2 separate regions of the Zea mays genome follow, and region 1 is linked to region 2. A link is a contact called in public Hi-C data. All regions are on one chromosome and are shown on one strand. Each heading gives the region's core, a stretch centred on a gene start, on an enhancer-like site or on the middle of the called end of the contact. The rest is flanking DNA. Distances are from core to core; before and after follow the strand shown. Region 1 holds the start of LOC103626829. Region 2 holds the start of LOC100216725 (Ribosomal protein L12/ ATP-dependent Clp protease adaptor protein ClpS family protein).

The links. Hi-C and Micro-C count contacts between places; a contact is called where the count stands out from the background.
Region 1: a Hi-C map of leaf shows a contact between it and region 2, with 6 times the contacts expected there. The contact joins the promoter of LOC103626829 here to the promoter of LOC100216725 in region 2. A contact is called at or near these places in 8 of 25 Hi-C or Micro-C datasets (bundle sheath, ear, leaf and 1 more).

Annotation. Positions count from the first base shown.
Region 1 is chr5:120,853,465-120,858,660 of Zm-B73-REFERENCE-NAM-5.0, forward strand. LOC103626829 reads left to right here and starts at 1,660. Exons shown (of 22, transcript XM_008647179.4): 1 at 1,660-2,456; 2 at 2,941-3,028; 3 at 3,121-3,211; 4 at 3,315-3,380; 5 at 3,466-3,600; 6 at 3,704-3,825; 7 at 3,996-4,160; 8 at 4,256-4,361; 9 at 4,473-4,578; 10 at 4,671-4,787; 11 at 4,890-5,062; 12 at 5,153-5,196. The coding sequence starts at 1,851.
Region 2 is chr5:120,325,115-120,331,076 of Zm-B73-REFERENCE-NAM-5.0, forward strand. LOC100216725 (Ribosomal protein L12/ ATP-dependent Clp protease adaptor protein ClpS family protein) reads left to right here and starts at 4,473. Exons shown (of 1, transcript NM_001143130.1): 1 at 4,473-5,962. The coding sequence starts at 5,121. The coding sequence ends at 5,699.

The DNA of each region.
Region 1 (5,196 bases), core at 410-2,909, 530 kb after region 2:
GGTTCCCTATATACACAGACACTAGTAAACATCAATCCAAGCCGTGTTCAACTCCCTAGGTCATATCGATTGTAAAGAGCCGATCGCTCTCCCCGAGCTCGCATCGGATCCATGCCTCGGTAGCACGCGGAGTCGATGGCTCTCAAAACCCCGCTCCGTCCGCATGGAGCGGACCTGACCTACTATGGCTAAAGCTTCACCACATGACCGGAACATCCTACACGTAATTAGGCCTAGGGGTCATGACGGTGCATTAATGCTGGTTACATTCAGAGGCTTAAGAATCGGCACGAGCCGACTCCCGGAACAGATGCCAGCCGCCCATCAAGTCACTGGAACGTCCAACTACCATGCAAGGCCTAGCTAGGAGGATATTAGATAGATCTTTCATAAACCAAACACTAGCCGTGACAGACCGGATCCGCCACATGGAGACGCAATGGGGTGCCGCTCTCTCGCTCGGGGACCTCACGTGACGACGGCAAAGCACTCACAATCGGTAGACAATATACGTATTATAATGATCCTGCCGATGCATTTCTCTAGGTACTACGATAACTAGTGCATCTCGCCATAAAAAACGCTCCAGTACGAGAAAGCACCAAGATTTTACGAATAAGAACAACACCGCCCTGATCGCAAAGCATGATCAGGGCGACGTGACACTTACCCGTGGAGAACCCTGAAACAGGGGTGGCGATGCGCCAAAGCTTGCGGTCATAATCCTGTGGAGATTTACGATTACCCTAGTAAGTGTTTACATGTACATATTTATAGTCCCAGGGACTCTCTAACCCTAGTGTAACTGATGAGTTCTATCTTTTCCTACTCTTAAGCTAACTTATCATCACACAAATTGTGGATGCTTATCCTGGGGTGCTCTCGCGCAGGGGCACGTCCTTCTGTTCCTTCGGGCCGTTCTTCGCGACCCATCCTGCGTTGCGGCCTGTCTCGGGCTCAGCTGAAATCCGGTGATAACAGGTGTCCCATTGTAGTTGTAGGATTTTCTTTAGAAGTATTAGAGACTTAGAGATATTTTCTATGGTTTAAAAACATTATTGCCCTTTTATTCTAAATTATTTTATTCTAAATTATACGATGCTTTTTTATTTATATAGCAAAAGCTATGTATCTAGTGGTACCAAAGGTATGAAGTGGTGATTTTTATATCAAAAGTTTTTTAAGAAAATCTTCTTGGAACTCATTTAAACATTGTAAATATGCAAATTAGAGTGTTGTGACAAATAATTGAGGAATATAGTTCATCAGATTTTAAAGTTTAGAAGAAAAACCTAAACTACAAAGATAGTTTAGAGGTAAAAGCCTAAAATAGACTTTATTAGGAAGAGATATACAATGCAACGAAACACCTGGTGCAACCGCGGTACAGGGATGAAGGTAAGAAGACTCTTTTATATATTTTTTTCAAAAATCCCACCTTTCTATGGATATTTTTTAAAAGTTTTTTCCAACCTTCATCTTTGTGTCTGCAAAGTTGCACAAATGTGTTTAATTATACCAGATTTATTACCTTTTAATAAACACTGAACATGGGCCCGTCCGAGGCCAGGCTTTGCTTTTCCAGCTCGGCAACGTGCAACGTAGATCCCTTCAAACCCGCGCCCGAGGAACTAGCCGTTGCCATCCCCCCACTTCGCCCACTACCTCCCAATCCCAAGTCCCAACTCGCTCCCCATTCGCCTCCCTCCCACCCGGCTCCTGTCCTCTTCCCCTCCCCAACCAGCCTCCCTCAAATTCGCCGATCCCCAGTAGCGAAACCCACACTCGACAATCCTCTATCAGAATCCCGCTCCCCTACACCACGGTAGCTGAGAAGACGGCCGGCGAAGATGATGTTCACGGAGGGCCTCGACGAGTCGGCGATCAGCTGGATCAAGCAGGGCATGGACTCCCCAGCCTCAGCCCCAGCCCCCGCACCCCCACGGTCCCCGCTGTCGGAGCGCCCGCCGCTGGGACAGGTGGCGGCGGCGCCGAGGAGCCCCGCGCTGCACGCCAGGCCGTGCGGGGCCGGCGCAGGCGTCGGTTTCTTCTCCCCCAAGGGCCTCCCGCAAGTGCGGGTGAACGGGACGCACCACTCGGGCCTGCTCGGCCGCCACTCCGTGCTCCTCTCGGTCGCGGACTCCGATGAGTGGGAGGACGAGAGCGTCGCATCGTGGGGCATGCCCGAGGACTGCTACGGCGGCGGCAACTTCTCCGAGACCGGCGACGAGGCGTGCTCCAGCGACTCCAGACTCATGCGGAGGGCCATGGACCGCTGCGGCGGAGGGTGGGATGAGGAGGTCACGTCGCAGCTGAGCAGGAAGGGCGGCGGCGGCGGGATCGTGCGGGGGCAGTCCAAGGAGTTCCTGCGGGTGGAAGTGCGAGGTGCGGGAGCGTTCGATGCCGGGAAGTGCTCCGGTTCCGGGGCACAACATCCAGTGGACTCCATCTCGCAGGTACGGCTTCTCTTCTGTAGCCAGACGCCAGTGATAATATCTCATGTTTCCACTACGAACACTGCGAATATTTAGTTCTGTTATACCACTTTTTTAGATAAAATGTCTCCCCCGCTTTATTTCTGGGAATTATGAAACAACAGTTCTCACACTCTAAGCATATCAGCATATTTGAGGGTGCCCACCAAAACCAATTTTACCCTCACAGGTACTTACTACTAGGGATAGTGTCCTAAACTCAATTCTCAACCTGGCATGTCAATCAAACTATATCTCTAATGGGAATGCATCGTGCACGCCTGCCTAAGCTTGCGGAATCTGAGAGTTTTTCTTGCCACCATGTTAATCTTGGCTGTTGCTTTGGGCAACACCACCTTAACATCTGCCAGACACCTGTCCCTGGAAACACATAGCACTCTATATAGTCCATAGAACATCAAAAGTCAGAGTCAGTTTCATAAATCTGTTCTCCTTTTATATACAGGGACGCTACTTTGAGGAGCAGGTATTGGGGACTCCTAGTGCCCCTCCAATTGCAGGGGTCGAGGAGGATGTTATGTTTCATGCAGTTGGTAAGGACATCAGAGACTGTGATAGAAATTCATTGATTTAACTTGTCCTGGAAATGGTGTTTTCCTTGGCATTCATATGGTATTGCAAACAGAAAGGGCTGAAATGGATGGAGGGCTTGAGAGGAATGGAGTATCATCAGTAGCAGATATACTGGCCCAAGATGTTCATGAGCTTCATACGAGGTAAATCGAAATTGTAGATTGCTCACAGTTATAGTTTTTATTACATTTTGGGGCAAATCTGGCTAACATTTGCTCTTTGCCTGTTGAAATTATGCGAATTCAGCTCAATTGTTCATGAAGATGGCGTTGAGAATAACTTATTAGCTCAGATACCGAGCTTCACTATTAAGTGAGTTTTGATTTATCTTTAACCTTATTCATTTGAAGATGTTGTTGTCTGCCTCCTGTTCTTATTGCTTGCTTGCTCTCGTCAGTGTCCAAAATGCATGGCAATCCTTTGTTGCATATGATGCATGCTTCAGGTTATGTCTGAATGCATGGGCAAGAAACTGCATGGAAGCTCCAGACTTCCTTCGGGATGAGTGCATGGTACTGCGAAGTGCCTTTGGGTATGCAACAGCTTATGCATGAGTACATGTTCTGAGTAATCTAGTATTACTTCACTATTTTTGCCTTTTAGCACACAACTTATGTGCTTCTTTTTATGAACAGAATACAGAACTTCTTGCTTCATCCAAAACACAATAGTCAAGTTGATGGTAAACAAATGTATGATAAGGATGGAAATTGTACTATAAAGGGAAGGAAACTTGTTAAACAGATTGAGATTGAAGGTATGTATAAGCAATCATTTCAGTCATCAACATTACTCGCCTTGAAACATTACATCGGAAAATTCTTCAGGAAAAGGCTAGCATATTACAATAAGGAATGTCCGAACTGTAAACTTGTAGCAATGTTTGAAAAACAAAGCAAGCTTACACTAACATATTTTTATTAACAGTAAAAAAGATACGGGTTGTACCTCAAAGACCAAAGCTTCGAGCAACATCATCCTTTAGAAATCTCTACATGCAAGCTGGCAGTGAGTATGTCAGACAGATTTCTAAGATTCTGAAGAGCCAGGTTACGATGTTGACATCCACATCATCTACATCTTTGCCGGAAGGTTAATATGAAAGTTTTTGTTTTCCTATAGCAAACCCCAGTCACAGTAATATTTACATCGACAGTAACACAGTGTCTATGGCTCTATGCTTTCAGAAATGTTCACATGCACTCTAGAACTGCAAAGTTCTTGCAAAGGTCATAAGAGAGATTCAATTTCTCCACAATATTTGAAGCCAGGGACTGGTGAATCTCAACTCTTGTAAGTTACATCCTTAGTCGTTGTTCTGTGATGTACTTGCATATTCATTCTTTCATTGGAACTATGAAACAGATAGTATTCTTGAACCGTCTGTTATCACTTATGTTTTAGTTATCTAGAGAGCCAGGGGGATGTTATTCTTGTTGAAGTACAAGACAACAATAGGGTTGTCATAGGCCGTGCAAAAATTCAAGTTTCATCATTGACTGATACTCAAGTATGTCTAAACAAATTCATGAGTTTAGTGCAAATGTTTCATGATAATTCTGTAGTCACTGAAGGAGTTTGTATTTGGACAAATTTGAAAAGCAGCAGGATGAAATCATCAGGTGGTGGCCTCTATATCTTGATGATCAAGATTGTGTCGGAAAAGTTCAGCTTGGTATGAATTTATCCATGTCTTCCAATAACTATGGGTCCGAAAAGGTTAGTTATTCTCATCTTTTCTTTCTCCAAATCCATCAAACATTGTGTTAACCTTGTCTCATCTATATTCTTATAAGAAAACATATTGTATTATCGTTACAGATGCTGCAAGGTGGCCCTGCAGTGGATACCATCATATATGACATGGTTCTGGAAGCGGCAATGAGGGCTCAAAATTTCAACAGCAAAATGCTTCATATCAATGGTCCATGGATTTGGCTGTTGGACGAGTTTTCTGATTACTATGGAATATCTGATGCATATAGAAAATTGAGGTGAACAATTGTTTTGCTTGTGTATAGTCAATGATGATTGGTGAATATAATTATACATGATAGAATCACATCATATGTTACTTTTTACAGGTACTTGTCTTACATCATGAACGTGGCAATACCAACCAAGGATT
Region 2 (5,962 bases), core at 3,223-5,722:
AAGTATTAGAAGGCAAAGATAAAGTGGATAATTCCTTAATAAAATGTGCATCATGCTGAAGTTATTTTGTGTGAGTGCATTCACTGAAAATAGTGATTACATCAATGGGAATTAAGACTTGGTTTACAATTTAGAATTTGAAATAATAAAGAAAGATAGGAAAGATGCCATGAAGGAAATACCTACATAAACAATTATACCGTGTTCATCAGTAGATTTGAATTTGTACAATTGAAATATGAACGAGTCCAAAACCAAAATTTAAAAGTCAAAATTTGAAATTCAAAATGAGAAAAAGGAAATCAGAAAAGAAAAGAGAAAATACAAAAGAAAAAGAAAAACTCGCGCTGGGCGCTCCTGGGCCGCTTCAACTCCATTTTGGCCCATTTAGCTTCTGTCCCCGCGTAGCCCAATCCGCATTCCGCGCCTCTCTCACCTCGCCACTAACGCGCGGGCCCTATCCTTCAGCCGTCCACCGTTCGCGTCGGGGATCTCGGAGCTGTTGCGCGACCTCTTTTCAGCCCGTGCCGAGTCCACGGTGGATTAGTAGGAGCACTCCCCTCTGCTCCTTCCCTACCTCCACTTCCCCCTTGCGCGTCCACCAGAACGAACTAGCGCCGCCATTGCCATGCCCACGAGAGTTTGTGGTCCGCCGTCGTTGGCCGGCCAAGTCACCAACGCGCGTGCCCTGGCCTCAACCTGTCATCGGGAGTCGTCTCTGGGTTCGCAAAACCTCGCGACCAAGTGCCCGAGCGTGGGGTTCCGCGGGTGGCCGGAATTTCGTCACCGTACCAGCGAATCCGCCGTCGAACGCCGCCGGGACAACCTGCTACACCTGATGCGGTATGTTTGCAACTATCGCACTTAGCTCCTTGTCTAGTATCTACCGCACCTACATTTTGCGGAATCGGTTCAGGGGCCGCGAATTTGTCGCCGGGGATACTCCGTCACCCCATGGCCGCACGATGGCGTGGGCTGTGATGGGTGGTGTCCAACTGTAGAAATTGAGGGTAGGGATGAATTCGTCATGTGCTGCCCGAGGTTTTGGAGCCAGGCGGGTCGCGATTGGGGTGTGTGCGCGCGGATTGGTCACCTCGCCGGTGAGCCTCACCGCGGTGGTGGTGTGATTTGCCGCCGTCTGGGCGCGGGTTGGGGATGACCTGCGTGCGCCGTTGGATCACCGTGAACGGCCGCGATTAGATTAGGGCGGGACCGATTCAATCGGATGATCGTGTCCGTCGGTGGGCAGATCAACGGCCATGGGAGTTATGACTTTGTTTTCGTCGTGTAGCCGTAGGATCTTGATCCGATGGCTAGTGGTGTGTACCGGTTCGCGAGTATGGAGATCTAATCCGAGCCCCTGATTTCCGATCGGACGGCCAGAGTGTACGGGTACCTCTTCGCCCGAGAACATTTCCTAAAGACCCCCTGGAAAATAGAGGAAATAACCCGCAGTCCCCGACTGGGCCGGCTCTGTGTCTTGGACACATTTGCACTATAAACCCCAGTTTTCCCTGTTATTGTCGCCCAGTCCAGTAAATAGAAAATCCAGGAAAAAGAAATATAAATTTATATTTTTTATATAAAAATAATGCTAGAACTTTAATAATTCATAGAAAATTCATATGAGCTCCAAATTACCCCATTCCAATTTCTAAAATTTTGTAATATTATTTTCTATCAGCTAGAGTCTCTGTTTTGACATGAAAATAGTAAGAAAAATAATTTCTCACTCCATCCTATTTTAAACACATAAAACCTTTGAAAATCCATAACTTAAAATCTATAACTCCGAAAATTATGATTTCTGTTCCTAGGATTTTATTTTAATTCCTAGATTATTATTGTGTAGTTTGTTTACATGTTTGGTGTGATGTTGATTTCTCTATATACTGTGCTTGTTTGTATTGTGGCGAGTAGAAGAGCCCGTGAATGAGGATCCTGGTGAGCAGCAGATAGAAGTAGCTGAGCAGGAGCTCATTGAAGGCAAGTTGTGCCCTTGACCACTTTTTACCCAATAATGTTCTTTAATATCATTTATTCATGCATAGGTTAATTTTGATGGGACCCAATAGGTTACCCTAGATTGTTTATCTCATTACCTTGTTTACCCCTGAATCATTTGGGTAGTTTGCTATTGCTTTACATGGATTTGGGATAATTATTTATCATATCTATGTTCCAGTTATTTTGTTATTCTATTTATGTTCATGTCAAGATCATTAATCTTAATTGGAACATAGAGCTTAACTTGAGAAACACGTGCCACCACAAGGGTTTATGGACGCCCTTGGCTGATTAATTAGAAAAGCTAGTGGATGACTACCTTACCCGAAAGGGGCAAGGACAGTAGGGGAGTGGTCAATGTAGGGAGGTCCTTGGTTGATTTTGCTGCGATGGCGGTCAGGCAAGAACCCTGCATTGGAGCTTCCTATAAACTGTAGCGGGTTTTCTGAAGCTAGTGGAACTTTGTAAAGGCCTCGTAGTGTTACCCTGCCTTGCCTCCTCGGTAGAGGTGTATGGGAAGTCGCGATCCCTTGGCAGATGGGTAACTTGACTTGTGGGTAAAGGGTACAACCTCTGCAGAGTGTAAAACTGGTATACTAGCCGAGCTCACGGTCATGAGCAGCTCAGGACTCTCTGATGATTAAATTATGGAACTTAAATTCAATTTTGTCATTTGCATATGCATGGGTTTATTATTAATTTTGTTCTATTATTTATTAAGGTTTGGTATTTACTTACATCTAGTAATTGCTAATAAAAGTTTGACCAACATTAAAAGCAATGCTCAGCTTTAACCATTCTCTTTGATAAGCCTTACACTCCATGAGCTCCCACCTTTGGTGAGTTCATGTCATATTATTCCCCACAACTTGTTGAGTGATGAACACGTGTGAGCTCACCCTTGCTGTCTCACACCCCCACAGGAGAAGAGCAGGTGGTTCAGGAGGAGCCACAAGGCGAGGAGTTTGATCTGATCTAGGTGGCGTTTCTCAGTTGACATTGGCGCTGACGATCCTTAGTTCGTTTTATGTTTATCCTTTTATTTTGTAATAAGTCTTCCGCTATGTAATAAGTACTCTGATGTTTTGTGACATTTATCTCTATACACTCTGTTATTATATATGTTGTCTTCTTGGCGCATGTATGAGATGTACCTGGCTTTGTTCCTTAAAGCCGGGTGTGACAGAAGTGGTATCAGAGGAAATGTTGACTATAGGACGAAACCTAGATAGAAATGGACAGACCCTTTCCTACTTACCTTACTCTGACTCATTCTATACTCATCTCATCTTGATCTTGTCTCACCTTTTGTTGTTCTACTCTGATCATTCTTACCTCCTCTATTCTAAGACAAGATGGATTTCACACCTTGGAGTCCTACCACTATGATCTTTTAAGAGATAGGGAACCCAAGACAAAATTTAAAACTGTTTTCTTTATTTAAAAAAATGATTGGTTGATTGTGTTGATGATAAATGCCTGATTTGCTTCTTTGATTGATTGAATTATTATAGATGGACATCTTAGCATGTACCACCATAAGGTATTGAATTAGCTATGGTAGGGAAGATATTAATCTGCTTAGCTAATAAAATCCCCCAAAGTAACCTGATTTGTAAATACCTGCCTTGTCTACTATTCTCTTACCATATGTATCTAACTCAGATGGTCAATACCAGGCGGGGTGGTGGAATTGATTTACCTCCCAATCGACACACTCGGAGGATATTTAGACAACCCCCCACAGGAGAAGAGCAGGTGGTTCAGGAGGAGCCACAAGGCGAGGAGTATGATCTGATCTAGATGGCGTTTCTCAGTTGACATTGGCGCCGACGATCCTTAGTTCGTTTTATATTTATTCTTTTATTTTATAATAAGTCTTCCGCTATGTAATAAATACTCTGATTATTGTGACATTTATCTCTACACACTCTGTTATTATATATGTTGTCTTCTTGGCGCATGTATGAGATGCATCTGGCTTTATCCCTTAAAGCCGGGTGTGACACTCACCGTTTTGATTCGAAGGCCACCTTCATTTTCTCTTAACTGTATACCTGAAACATATTTATTTATACCGAACTAAGACGAGTTGAGAACCTTCGGCAAAGCAGATCCCAACAATTGACTTAGTCCGGTGTCCCGTTCTAGTACTCCCGTCCTAGTATTTGGTTTGTTTGAAGTTTATTCCGTACTCATACTTTCATACATTAATGACTCGAACTAATTACCCGTAAAGATATTATTACAAGAAAAAGAGAAACGGTTTATAGCAAAAAACAAAAAAAGAGGGCAGAAAACAGGCCGATACTTTCCCATGAGTGCTCCTATCAGTAGGAGTAGGCCCGTTGGTTCTCGCTGGGCCTACTGGGCTGGCTGATCGAGCCGGTCTAACTACCTCTCCCGTTCACCTCCCACTGCCGTTTACCTCACGCTCTCTCGTGGTCGTTGCTTCCTGGCGGCGGCGCCGCCCTCTTCGTCGGGCCATTCACCGGCGACGAGCATTCATCTGGTACTCCCTTCCCGTATCTTCACCTTCATAGCTGTGCGAAATGGACTACCCCAAACCCTAAATGTTAAGCTATGAGTATCCAGATCTGACGCAGTTACATGCATATGTATTATAATTGTACACACAAACTTCGTTTTTTTCGCAAAAAAAGGATTTATCGCATGCACATCATATGTCCACCGATGTCCTGTACTGGATCCTCCCCTGCATTTGAATAGGTGACCTTGAGCTCTCTCCTGAATATCGGTGTGCTCCCACGCAGAACACAGAAACTGGGAGACTGAAAAGTGGGTGGGGGGTTCGTATGAAAGGGACACATTTCTGGCACAAGTTATTATGTTTTCTATTTGTGTAAATGGGATACCTTAAAAACTTGTAAAATGGCCACTCTAATCCCGAATGGCACCTACTGCCTTTGTAAATCTATGTACTCGATCCCATTTAAACTATCATGTATCCATGTTTATGATGCTTATTGTATCAGCGTGCTTCATTCAGAGTGGACTGTGAAAGTTTTTCATCAAGTCTCATTTAGTACTGATTGATACTAGTTTGTTATGTTTCAGGAGGAGAGCATCACACTCATCTAACTGATATTAGGATGAGTCTATGTACAATAGCACGCCGACTATGTCTTTCAAAACCATCCTCTGTGAATCGTCTTTCAGTAATTTGGGCTCATCTATACAGCACCGAGGCTGCAAAGGACACGGGTGCTAAGAAGTACAAGTACCCTGATGTATACGACCCATACGGGCCTATGTCGCTACCGTCAGAGAAAGTTGTGGATCTAGCTGACCGCATCGCTGCTCTCCCTCCTGAGGAGATCAAACAGATTGCTCCAGCCCTTCTATTCAGACTGAACCAAGAGCCGCCACAGGCTATCTCCGGCCAGGGTTTCAGTTTTGGTGCTCAGGGTGGTGCGGGGGTCGGTGCCGGAAAGGCTGAGGAAAAGAAAGCTGAGAAGACAGTCTTCGATGTCAAGTTGGAGAAATTCGATGCTGCTGCAAAGATCAAGATTATCAAGGAGATCAGGACCTTTACGGATTTGGGGCTGAAGGAGGCAAAGGAGCTAGTGGAGAAGGCCCCAGTCATTCTGAAGCAATCGCTCACAAAGGACGAAGCAGAAGCAATCATAGGGAAGATAAAGGCAGCTGGCGGTGTTGCTGTCATGGAGTGAACGAAGGGATGACCATCTCGACACAACACACTTTTATTTCCTATTTTTGTTGCCATGATCAAGCATTTGAATTGCACATTGCAGTGCCTTTATGCTGATGGAGAAAATAGTTTACATCTACGTTGGTAACCAAGGCGAGAGGGAAACTAGAGATTTAGTTGCTATGATGATATTCATGACTTGTTCTAGAATAAGCAGTTCTTTGGGCTCTACACAACTTATTTGGTGGAGTGAATGGATGTTGCCATCAGGGCCAATACCAT